Regions from separate parts of the Zea mays genome. Here region 2 is linked to region 1. Evidence: chromatin contacts called from public Hi-C data. All regions are on one chromosome and are shown on one strand. Each heading gives the region's core, a stretch centred on a gene start, on an enhancer-like site or on the middle of the called end of the contact. The rest is flanking DNA. Distances are from core to core; before and after follow the strand shown. Region 1 holds the start of LOC100281560 (type I inositol-1,4,5-trisphosphate 5-phosphatase CVP2). Region 2 holds the start of LOC100278472.

What was found. Hi-C and Micro-C count contacts between places; a contact is called where the count stands out from the background.
Region 2: a Hi-C map of leaf shows a contact between it and region 1, with 6 times the contacts expected there. The contact joins the promoter of LOC100278472 here to the promoter of LOC100281560 in region 1. A contact is called at or near these places in 5 of 25 Hi-C or Micro-C datasets (ear, leaf, root tip and 1 more).

Annotation. Positions count from the first base shown.
Region 1 is chr3:9,042,117-9,047,985 of Zm-B73-REFERENCE-NAM-5.0, forward strand. LOC100281560 (type I inositol-1,4,5-trisphosphate 5-phosphatase CVP2) reads left to right here and starts at 3,204. Exons shown (of 7, transcript NM_001368028.1): 1 at 3,204-3,449; 2 at 3,752-3,875; 3 at 4,041-4,121; 4 at 5,254-5,341; 5 at 5,423-5,536; 6 at 5,648-5,869. The coding sequence starts at 3,414.
Region 2 is chr3:9,243,092-9,248,960 of Zm-B73-REFERENCE-NAM-5.0, forward strand. LOC100278472 reads left to right here and starts at 2,664. Exons shown (of 8, transcript NM_001407526.1): 1 at 2,664-2,963; 2 at 4,063-4,214; 3 at 4,425-4,621; 4 at 4,749-4,987; 5 at 5,494-5,695; 6 at 5,777-5,869. The coding sequence starts at 4,103. LOC100272803 reads left to right here. Exons shown (of 15, transcript NM_001147256.2): 11 at 1-445; 12 at 530-598; 13 at 831-1,049; 14 at 1,238-1,330; 15 at 1,426-2,066. The coding sequence ends at 1,734.

The DNA of each region.
Region 1 (5,869 bases), core at 1,954-4,453:
TGGCATTTACTGTGCTAACGCTTAACCAAGTTTTTATGGCTTAAGTTTTCAAGATTTACAGGATCACCTATTCACCCCCCTCTAGGTGCTCTCAGTATTAGAATTATATCAACTGAAGATGTATCAATTGAAGGACGTGTTGTACTGTAATGTATTAAATTAAGTTAAAGTATTTTCATATATTGTAAAGTGTTAACTACATTATAAGTTAGTGCTCTGATATCTAATAATCTGATCGGTCAAACACCTAAAAAAGCCGAACCAAACGTATTTATCTGTTTCATTTTTTTAATCAGAATCTACAATCTCATAATCTGCGTATCCAAACACCCAGATTCTAACCACCAGCTTCTCCCCACAGTCAGCTTTTCTTCACAGCCAGCTTTTCAGAAAAGCTTCTCAGAAAAAAGCCGAACCAAATAGGCTCTATATAGCTCGTTGTAACGCTACAATTTTAAAAGATGGAAGGAAATGATAGACGTCAACTGCGGCACAAGTGAGAAAGGGAGAAGTGTCATTGGGCAGTGAGGTTAGGCTGGGCCAGCGGGGTCGCGAAGATAGGAGTAGGAATCAAGGATGATTCAAATGATATTCTTCATTGTAAAAAAATATGAATTATGTAACTTCTAGTTTTAGATATTACGTGATTTTGTATGTGTTACAAATTATGCCTACTTTATTTACGATTTATAAACTATGTAATTTAAATAAGAGTATGTGAAAAAACTGAAGTGATGTTGAGATGGCTATGAGCTGACGATAAATATTACGCACTTTAGTATTGCAGTAAATAAGGACTAACAATGGCCAGTACACCTAGCGCAAAAAGGGCTGGAATGAATCAGCCCAAACCAAGTGGACCAATGGTGTAGCTCTGACGTTGTAGCCACGTCAGATGCATGTCAAGCGACGGCGAGTTTTAGAACTTCTTTCGACAGCTAATCAATGGATTATTAGGTAAGAAGAGGCACGGTGTTGTTTTTTGTTTTCCTCGTGGTTTAAACTTTACTGGGTGTCACTATCTGATGTCAAATTTCTCGGGGGGTTATTTACAAAAAACAATGCGGTGGGTGATTTCGTCAAATGGGCAATTTAACAACGTGTTTAGGGCTGTGTCGTTGCCCGCAAGTAGGGCCATTAGCATTATGCAATGCTGTCACGGGAAACGGCGGTTTTGGCAGCAAGTGCAACAAACACATACCCCCCCACCCAAAAAAAAAAAAACAAGTTTGCTGTGCAACTAACGGAGGAGGGCCTACAGACTAAACTTGATTCTCTGCATCATGCATGACTGAGAGTCATAGATTGAGGTTGTTAGCAACTGAACAAACGCAGTGTGTAGAGCAGACAGACAAAATTATGAGAGCAAGTCAAACACGGAGGCTTAGAGGAAAAAATGAGCAGCAAAAAAAAAAGTCCTGAGGGGGCTGCACAGGTGTCTGTCAACACAACACAAAGGGTATTAAAAAATTGTGATCGCGTTGTCGTCGGTTGTTCAGGCTAGCACAATCAGAGCGCGCCGATCAGAGCGCGAGTGTGTCTCCTGCACATAATTCGGCGAATGCTACTACCCACCAATCCACCACATGGGTAGACTAGAATAACCACGTGTCACAGTCACAGCTCAAGACAAACTGCTGTTAAAGTTGTTTAGATACGACACGATGCGTCTGCCTGCCTTTGAAGTCTGCGATGATCCAGACGTGGCGCTCGTGCCGATCTTGGGATATCCGGAAGCGCGGGAGCGCAGCAGAATCCCATGCCCCTGTTTGTTTCAGCTTTTCGTAGCTTTTGGCCACCAAAAGCTGCTGCAGACTGCCAAACACTCAGCTTTTCAGCCAGCTTCTATAAAATTCGTTTGGGTGAAAACTATTCAAAATCAACATAAATATATAATCGGTTGAGTCGCCGCAATAGTAGTTATCCGTCGCTTTATAGATCCTGAGCCACATGGACAACTTTATCTTCCTCCGCACCTAATCCTAATGATACTCAGATTCTCTACACAGCCAGATTCTCCCCACAGCTAGATTATCAGAAAAGCTGGTCAGAGAAAAGCTGAACCAAACCAAACAGCCCCAATATCTTCTTACAATGCGATGGATAGTACAGCAATTATCTTCTACACAGAACCTATAGCCACACCCACGCGATGGGTACGAGAACGACCATATGTGTGGAGTGGAGCACGCCGTTTTAACCGTGCCTTCCTCCCCGGAAACTCACCAGCGGCGTGCCGGCAGCGGCAGTCGCGAGCGGTGGGAATGCGATTCATTAATAATAAATAATAATAAAAATTATTGCTGGCGTGGCTATAGTTGTACATTTGTGTTGAGTCTAGTAGGTCAGTCCAAAACATATAATTTCAGACAAGGTCTAGTTCTGATATGACCCAACTTAATTGTGCGTCTAGGCCGGCACGACCCAATATGTAGTTCGTGTCTGTCCCTCAAGTCAAGACCATGGGTTAGCCTGACACGGTCTATCTCACTAAGACACTATCAAAACTCACTAAATATAGACTTACTATTTAACTAAGACACGTCAAAGCCCACAGGACCAACACAACTTTAAGAATCTAGAGCTTCAACAGACCTTCGAGAACCAGTAGCTAGACGAGGATAATGGTGATGATCGTTGTATATGTATTTTCATATGGTTGTATAGTACTCAACTAAACACTGACTATAAAACTGAATATTATTTCTGAGCTATTTGTACTATTTTTTTTTCTTTCTGATCAAAGATTTTTAATATGACAGCCACAAAATAGATTAGTTTTATTTTTCTTCATATACATTTTGTAATTTCTGTTTATGTATTATTGTATTGCATTCTGACCTATTTGAATCAGCTTGGTATATATAACTAATTATTGACTGTACCATGTCCTAATGGCTAAATTCACGTGCTAACGCGATACGATCCATAATTAAAAACATGTTTTTGCGGACTATACCTTTATGGGTTTGTTTGTGGTGCCGGGTTAGTCTGACCCGCTAGCCCGGCCCACATGTACAGGTTCCTCTTTCGACGAGCGCACGGGGGAGGCGGGACCCGGCCGGCAGCTAGCGCTGCAAAAGATTTCCGGGAAGGTCTCCCCCCACAGACGCAAACGAAAACGACCCCGCAGTCCGCTGCGCGCCTGCGCCTGGTATAATATAAAGCTCGTTCATCGGCCCCAGGCTACCTCCTCAATCCTCATGTCCTGCCTGCCAGGCCCAGGCTGACCGCACCGCACCGTCTGCACGAGAGGAGCCTACCGAGCCACAGCCCACAGCCAGCACCCGCGGGTGCTCACGCGACTGCACGAGCTAGCCTTCGGCAACTGATCGGTCTCACACGGCGCCATTGGAGAGAGGCGAGGGAGGATAGCATCAGAGGAAGAGTCAGAGACAGACAGAGCAGCGGGGATGGTGGTGCAGAAGCAGAGGAGGGTGCCGGCCGAGGTAGGCGAACGCGAACCCGCCGCCTCCCCCCCGCTCGATTCGCTCGTCTCTCGGCGTTGCGCTTGCGCTTGCAGCCTGCCTGCAGCTGACGCACTCGACCAGAATCTGCTGAGACAGAGCTTCCCGACAGCCTCTCCTTTTCCGATTTGTTCCTTTCAGAAACTTCTTTCCGTTCTCTCTCTCTCTTTTCCCTCTTGAAACAAGAACTTGCGGGCCAGAGAGAGAGAGAGAGAGGTTGCGAGTACGTCGCCGTGCCGTCGTGACGCTGATAGGCGCCGCCGCCGCCGCGTTTTTCGGTGCAGGTGTTCTGGCCTAAGGTCGTGCTCAAGAAGTGGCTCAACCTCAAGAGCAAGGACCTGGACTTGGGCGCCTCCTTGGCCGCCGATTACGACGACGACGACGACGGTAGCGACGTTGACGGCCAAGGTACGTACGGGCACGGCTGGCCGCCGAGACCTCACCTCCGCCGACGTGTTTCTGTTCCGGGGTCGCCGTACCTTCGTCCATTCCGGTGCCCGGCCAGAGGGCCAGAGACAGCGTCTTTCTCCTCTCTGTCCCCTCACTTCCTGCTGCCTCGCTTTGCTCCGCCAGAGAACTGCGGCTGTGACGACGGCGGCGGCGGCGGCGGCGCTCGCAGGCCGGACGATGACGGCGACGGCGCCCAGATCACCGGTGAGGTCAACTAATTCATTTATACTTGTGCAAGTGCACCCCGGCCGTCTATTGCGTGTTCAACTGAACCGCGGCCGGCGGGCAGCTCAACGGAAAGCGCGTTCCGCGTCTCCGGCCGGCCGTCGATGTGGTGGTCTTATCTACTCCAAAAGTGCAGCTCTGGACTATTCCTCGCCTTCTTCTTCTTTGTGGTAACCTAGGGCGTGTTCGGCTGGCTACAAGCCGACACTGTTGCAGCTGTTTGGACTGCTGCAGCTGCAATCCATAGAGAGAAAAATACTGTAGAAGCCGCAGCCGCAGCCGGATTGCAGCCGCAGCAAGCCGCAGCGAACAAGCTAGTAGGAAAAAGATGAACAACTGGTCCTCCTTCCCCAAGTTCCCTTCTGCCATTAGTGCGCCGCGTCAGCCACCGGACCCGGCCAACCTTGAATATTGTCTCCTGTCACTAGAATGGCTTTCCCAGCAATTGCCTAATCCGGCAGGCCGGCCTACCTTTATGATTATGTTAGGCTGAAAAGAATTCATGATAGTAGTATTAATTAGCAGCTTTTTTTAGGGAGGATAAAATTAAACGGGAAGCATATCAAGTATGCACAATGTTCCTTGTCTATCTCCTTAGAGCAACTCCTTCCTCACTGAGTCACTGATATAAATAGATATTAAAAAAAAAACTCCGACAGCTTATTTACTTGGTTATCCAAGTATAGCTATCGTTCACTCCGGTTTATTGCTAGCCAAAGAAAAAAAAATATAAATAGCTGTCTAAAGTGCAAAAAAGATTTAAAAACCATTGGAGATTGAAAAACTATAGAAATTGATTTAATGCAAATAAATCTCTAAATAATAACTTAGAGAGTACAATTTAGAAAGTTTTTTGAAGATGCTCTTAGAAAGGTGTGGATAGCTAGAGATGCTATTTGCAAAAACAAAGACGAGGAACATTAGATATTAAGATGACGATCATGATTCAATATAAGCACCGTACCAACCAAAGGCCTATGTATATGCTCCTAATTACACTTTCCAGTTTTTTTTTAAAGAAAATAATGTCTGTTTGAACGTGATTTCGCTTAAATTTACGATGCTTCTGCCGATTTTTACTAACATCTGTTTGCACCGGCGGCGGCGTCAGACGATAGCCTGGAGAGCGCGCCGTACAAGCTGCGGCGGCGGAACTCGGAGACGCTGCGCGCGCAGTACATCAACACCAAAGAGCTGAGGTGCGCCGTGCCGACTGCGGTTCCTCGTTCGCCGTCTCGGATTTCCGACGACTAACCATATCCACGTCCGGCGGGTTGCAGGGTCTGCGTCGGCACCTGGAACGCCGGCGGCAAGGCGCCGCCGAACGACCTCGACATCGCCGAGTGGCTCGGCACTGGCGGCGACGCCGAGCCCGCCGACATCTACGTGCTCGGGTACGTCCACGTCCCCTCCCCGCCCAACTTGACTTGCCCGTGCAGTGCAGCATGCTGCTACTAGCTAGCTAGATCGATGGTCAGCGAGCCGGACGTGGTGCGTGAGTGCAGGTTCCAGGAAGTGGTGCCGCTGAACGCCAGCAACGTGTTCGGCGCGGAGGACGGGCGGCCGGCGCGGGCGTGGGAGTCCGTGATCCGCGGCGCGCTGCGGCAGGCGCAGCCGCCGGCGCCCAGGTACAGGTGCTACAGCCACCCTCCCTCGCCGTCGCGGTTCGAGCCCCCGATCGGTGCCGCCGAAGAGCTCCTCCCCGGCGGCACGGACACCGAGACCGA
Region 2 (5,869 bases), core at 1,414-3,913, 200 kb after region 1:
CTCCATTGTGAACAAAGCTGAGCCTCTTGAAGCTCACCTGACCCTTACACCAGTAAAGAAGGTTAATCAACATCGCTGTGAGGAAAACAACACCAACTCATCGGATAGTGCCAAGTTGGAAAACAAGAATGGTTCAACACATAAGAAAAACGGTTTCTCAAAACCACACTTGAAATGTGCAGAAGAGGTTCTGAACGGCAATGTTGCAAGTACATCTGGGAAATCCATTGCAAGCTTACAGGTGGAAGCATCTGATTTGGCAAACTTCCTTACCATGGATCGGAATGGGGGGTACCGAGGTTCACAAACTCTCCTAAGATCTGTATTATCAGAGAAACAAGAGCTGTGCTTCTCTGTTGTCTCATTGCTCTGGCAGAAGCTCATAGCTTCTCCCGAAATGCAGATGTCTGCAGAAAGCACATCAGCTCACCAAGGATGGAGGAAGGTATAATTATGTGTTCTTATAAGCCTTCTTTATTGTTGTTAGCATTCTTGTGGCTAAATGACAATCCTTGTTTCTCACGTGTAGGTTGTGGATGCACTTTGTGATGTCGTTTCAGCCTCACCAACCAAGGCCTCAGCTGCTATCGTTCTCCAGGTCAAGATATTGCTATATTCGTACGTTTGGTCATAACTAATTTTGGTTTGAGTTTTGTTTGAATTATTTCAAGTAAATTCTTTTTACCCTTTTCTGGTTAATTTATTTCAAAGCAAACATTCTTAGTTTAGTTTTTTTTGTTTCTGACAGATCTCTTTCGAAACACGTTTTAACTACAATGCCTATGTGAATATGCACCCGTTTCCTATTCACGTTTCTAGAATTTTCGCAGGCCGAGAAGGACTTGCAGCCTTGGATTGCTAGAGACGACGAACAAGGCCAGAAGATGTGGAGAGTCAACCAACGTATAGTGAAGCTTATAGCGGAGCTCATGAGGAACCATGACAGCCCTGAAACCTTGGTGATACTCGCTAGTGCCTCTGACCTTCTACTTCGTGCTACTGATGGAATACTTGTTGACGGTGAAGCTTGTACTTTGCCACAGCTTGAGGTGACATTTCTTTCGTTCATCAGATCTCGTGACAGGAGGATACCTTTTAACAAAATCGTCTGTTCTGTTCCATTATGTTCTGTTGTCATTAAACATAGTCAGCTTTATCATTTCCCGCGCACTACAAACTCGCATGATATATCATCTTTTGACTTGCTGACTATCGTTTATCTGGTGGATGTATGCAGCTTCTCGAAGTAACCGCTCGAGCAGTCCATCTTATTATTGAATGGGGAGATCCAGGTTTATCAGTTGCTGATGGCCTTTCTAATCTGCTAAAGGCATGCCCTCTTCATCTAGTCTCGTTCTCATTCATTTAAAATGCCACCCATGCATCTTTTATAGCTCAGCCAGTTAACTGAATATGATTTTTCAGTGCCGTCTTTCAACCACCATCCGCTGCCTTTCTCACCCAAGCGCGCACGTGCGCGCGCTCAGCATGTCCGTTCTCCGTGACATCCTGGACCACGGATCCGTGAGCCCCAACAAGATCAGCCGAGGGGAACAGCAGCGGAATGGCATCCAGAGCCCATCGTACCGGTGCGTGGCCGCAGGCATCCTCAACTGGCAAGCGGACGTGGAGAGGTGCATAGAGTGGGAAGCCCACAGCCGCCGCGCCACCGGGCTGACGCTCGCCTTCCTCAGTACGGCGGCGAAGGAGCTCGGCTGCCCTCTCCCGTGCTGACGAGGCCGCTCCCGGATCTGATCTGACATCGGCGGCCACTTGACGGCCAGTGCTGGCAGCTTGCTGCGGGACCGGCGAGTAGGACGCTAATCTCTCGACCAAGGACGACTCGCCGGTTTGTTCACGTGATATGTGATCAAACTGATATTAGATGGTGTTTCCAAAGTATATATCTACTGAGGGGCTTGCTCCCATGATGCGATTTTATTCCAATCTGACGTCAGATGCTTTACGAGCATATTTAACTGCTTGAGCTGTACGTAGCTTGTATTACTTGTAACTTTGTGTAATATGGTTATTATTGCCGAAGAAGCAGAACATAGCTTTTTCTTTTTTTTCTCTCTCTTTTTTAGACTGCTGCTAGATCCTTATCCATGCGTTGCAACGGAGCGCCATATAGATTGAAGTTCCCCTTGCAGGGCTCCTTGTACGGTCTATAACATGAACATAAAGATGGCATCCAGTAGTCAATCAGCAACTATCGCAATGAGATTGGTCTTCTGCACGTGACCCAGTTTAGCTCCCGTGCAGGGCTCTCTGTAACCTACTGTGATGTCCCATGACATGAACATAAATGTGGCAGGTTTATCATTCAATAACCAAACAGCAGCCGATATGTTTCATCTTTATACATAAGTGCTGATCTAATTCATAGGTCCTACAACAACCGGATAGATTGATCCTGTACAGTGTACATAATAATATGTACAGGGAGCGGCGGAGGCGCGGAGCGCTGCACGCGAGCCAAACTCGGGCTTCTTTACCGCGTGTGCCGCCATCTGACCGGGCCGGCACAATAGGCCACTGGTTTCGCATGATGGGCCCTTACACCGACCGACTCTCTGTGTAGAGACTCCCAGCCCAGTACGTTTCTATCTATTGTATCCGAAATTCCGAATACACACGACCAAGAGGAAATTTGGCGCTGATAAGACTCGAGTGGAGGCGGCAAGCGAGGCCACCAGTGTTCAAAAACTCTGAAAATTCCCACCTCTCCCTCCCTCTCTCGCGCGTCCGCGCCCGCGCCCGCGGCCTCGTTCAATCCGCCAGCGCTCCCCCGCCCCCCGGTGGTAGCGGGCTCTACGGCAGCGCTCCTCTCCGGTTCCCCTGCGCTCCGCGTCTTCATCTGTGGCGGCCGACGCTCCGTCGGTGTCTCGTCGGACGGAGCGAGCGGAGCTAGGGTTCCGTTTCATGCTCAGGATCGGCGAGATCTAGGGTCTCGATTTCAGGTATGCCCCCCGCCCTTCTCGAATTTACGGTGCCGGGCCGATGCGGGTTGGGACTTGCTTGATCCGGGGTTCTGAACCGCTGGATGTTCGGTAGAATTCAGGGATCACTGGATCAGGATACCTAGGTTTTAGGATTCGGGTCACGTATTTGTTCTCTACTGCTTTGGATCGGGTATGGAACCAAAGTCTTTCCCCCCTCCGTTTGTTTCTCTTGATCCAGAAATAAAATGAGTTCCTAGTGGACAAGTGATATCGCGTTCACTTATTTGTACTGTATTCCGTTGATAGCACAGTGCATGTAAGAGATAGATTGTTTGAAAATCATAACTTATCAGTTGAGTGGCTTTGTGCAAGAAAAATCAGAGCCTGTTTTAAACATACTGTAAAACAATTTGATTGAAATATCGTAGTGCATGGAGGAGCTAGAATTTTGGAAATCGTAAGTTATAATCAACTGCTTTGTTTTCTACAATTAAAACCAGAAATTATGTTAAACACTGATATGTAATTTTAGGACTGTAGGAAGTGCACATTTTCTTTCACGCGCAGTGATGTTCTGGCCACTTAGTGAATAGGACCCTCTCCTGAGTCATGGCATGAATCCAAACCCTTGAAATAAAAGAAAAGAGAAACTTTTAAAAACAGTGACTACATTGAGTAAGGGGGTGTTTGGTTTTTAGTGACTAATTTTTGCTCCCTCTATTTTAGTACCTAAATTGCCAAACATAGAGACTAAAATAGAGACAATCCATCTTTTAATTTATGTGTTTGTCAATTTAGGGGACTAAGGGGGTGTTTGGGATGGCTTCAGGTTCCAACTCTAGTCTGAAGCTGTAGTTTAGAAAATCAATTTAAACAGTTTTAAAAATATATTTTTAATCTAAATAATAAATAAAATGATTTATCTAAATGTCTTCTAAAGGCTTACAACTCCGGCTCCACGATTTTCTAGAGCACCTAATGATCTGCTCCATCAACTCTACCAAATTTTATGGAGCTGGAACTATCCCAAACATGGCCTAAAATGAACTAAAATAGAGAGACTAAAAATTAGTCTCTAGAAAACAAACACCCCCTTAATGATTGTGTTGTGCAACAGGGTGATTGTACTGGATAGCTGCTGCTGATATTGCAAGACAATGAAAGCTCATCAGCAGCAAGGTAATGCATCTGGCACAGGAGCAAAGACCAAATCTGGTTGTGATAAGGTACAAAGCCTGAAAGCTGGTGCACATATCAACAAATCATCAGGTGATGTGTTGTCACTATCAGTTTTCCGTCTTCTTTTCCACCTATTATCTGCTGAAATCGTAATCTAACACAGACCAAAGTCAAAGTATGAAATAAGCGCTTCTTGGTAGATCAACTAAATTGAAACAATTGCACAAACTGTTAAGTTTGTGGCGATATGTCATAAGGACATCATTGATTTTCTAGACTTATCAATAACATCATTTGCAGGCAATGTGGCTGCAAAGCGCAGAAAAGTCTCTCCTTTTGAATCACATACCAAAAGCAAGATAGCATCAAAGACTGACAGTCTTATGGAAGCACCAGCAAGTGATGCTAAGTTGTCTGCTCGGCCACCTAATCACTCTGGAAAGATCAAACTTCAACTTTTCCCATTATATGAAACCATTCAAGAGATTATGCAGCAAGTGAGTACCTCTGCACCTCAGTTTTTTTTGGTATAGCTTAATATAAGCACCATGCCACAAATAGTCCTGTTTGAAGGTTCTTTCTCTCTTATATTTGCATTGCTTATTACTTCATGCAATGTGACAGGAAAAACACAATCCTTACCTTGAATTGACTTTGGCTCCTCGAAAGAAGATGTCCTCAATTTTACAGCATCTGAATACAAAATGGGGCAGTTCTCAGTGTGCAAAAGGCGAGCTCATGCTCTTCCCTAATGATACTAGACTGGACACTATAGGTGGCAGTGCAAAATGGACTCTTAAGGATTCTTGCACAGCTGCTGATGTGCATGTTGCAGTTGGCTACCCTTCAACATTTCGTTTAAGGTTCAAGTTGTTTTCTTTATAGTTATTTTTGTTTGGAGCAAAATGTTTTGGTGGTTCATGAACTTGTCCTGTGGTGTATTTAGGTTCTTATATTCTTAGAATGCAATGTAGGTCGCCACTTGTTAAATGTGTCAACTGTCCTTGAGGTACAAATCACCCTACGCTGTAATTAATTGCATATGTTACACTTAAGTGTGCAGTTTGAGATCAGATGCTGCATGCTATATTTTGTGCTCATGGTCACCACCACTGTCATGTATACCTCGATTTAGGTGTTATATTGGTGTGCCATATGTGCAAGCTTTTTCCAATTAGGGTGATTTGGATCAATGACATACTTAACAAGTTTAGAGCCACATGTGTGTTTAGGAGTTTATTGGGATTTAGATGACATTGCTACTTGCTAGGCAAGTTTATGAATTCTCGGTGTATTTCATTTTTGTGTTTGTATTCACGCAAATCAATTGTGAAAGTTGATGTTTAAATATTATTTTTCTATTATGAAGGTATGGTTGGTTTGGACCTGATTTGAACCAACAAAGTAGTGAACCATCCTTGGCATCAGCGTACTCTGCAGACAAGATTATTGGCAGCAGGCCTCCTGATCTTGTTTTCAATGAACAAAAACATATGGCTGGTTCAGATGAATTTGCAAATCATTTTGTGACACCCTCCATTGTGGATGAAATAAATACATCACAAATGGCGGTGAGTATCAAATTTTGTTGTTTATTGAAACATTACCATTATCTGTACTTGAAGCTGATACCCTATATGATTCAAAAATAGGAGAATCCAAGCAAGGTGGCACAACTTTCATGGCTTGACTCCATATCTAATATTAGTTTTGGAGCACTGTTATCTGAAGCTGCGCCTTCTCAA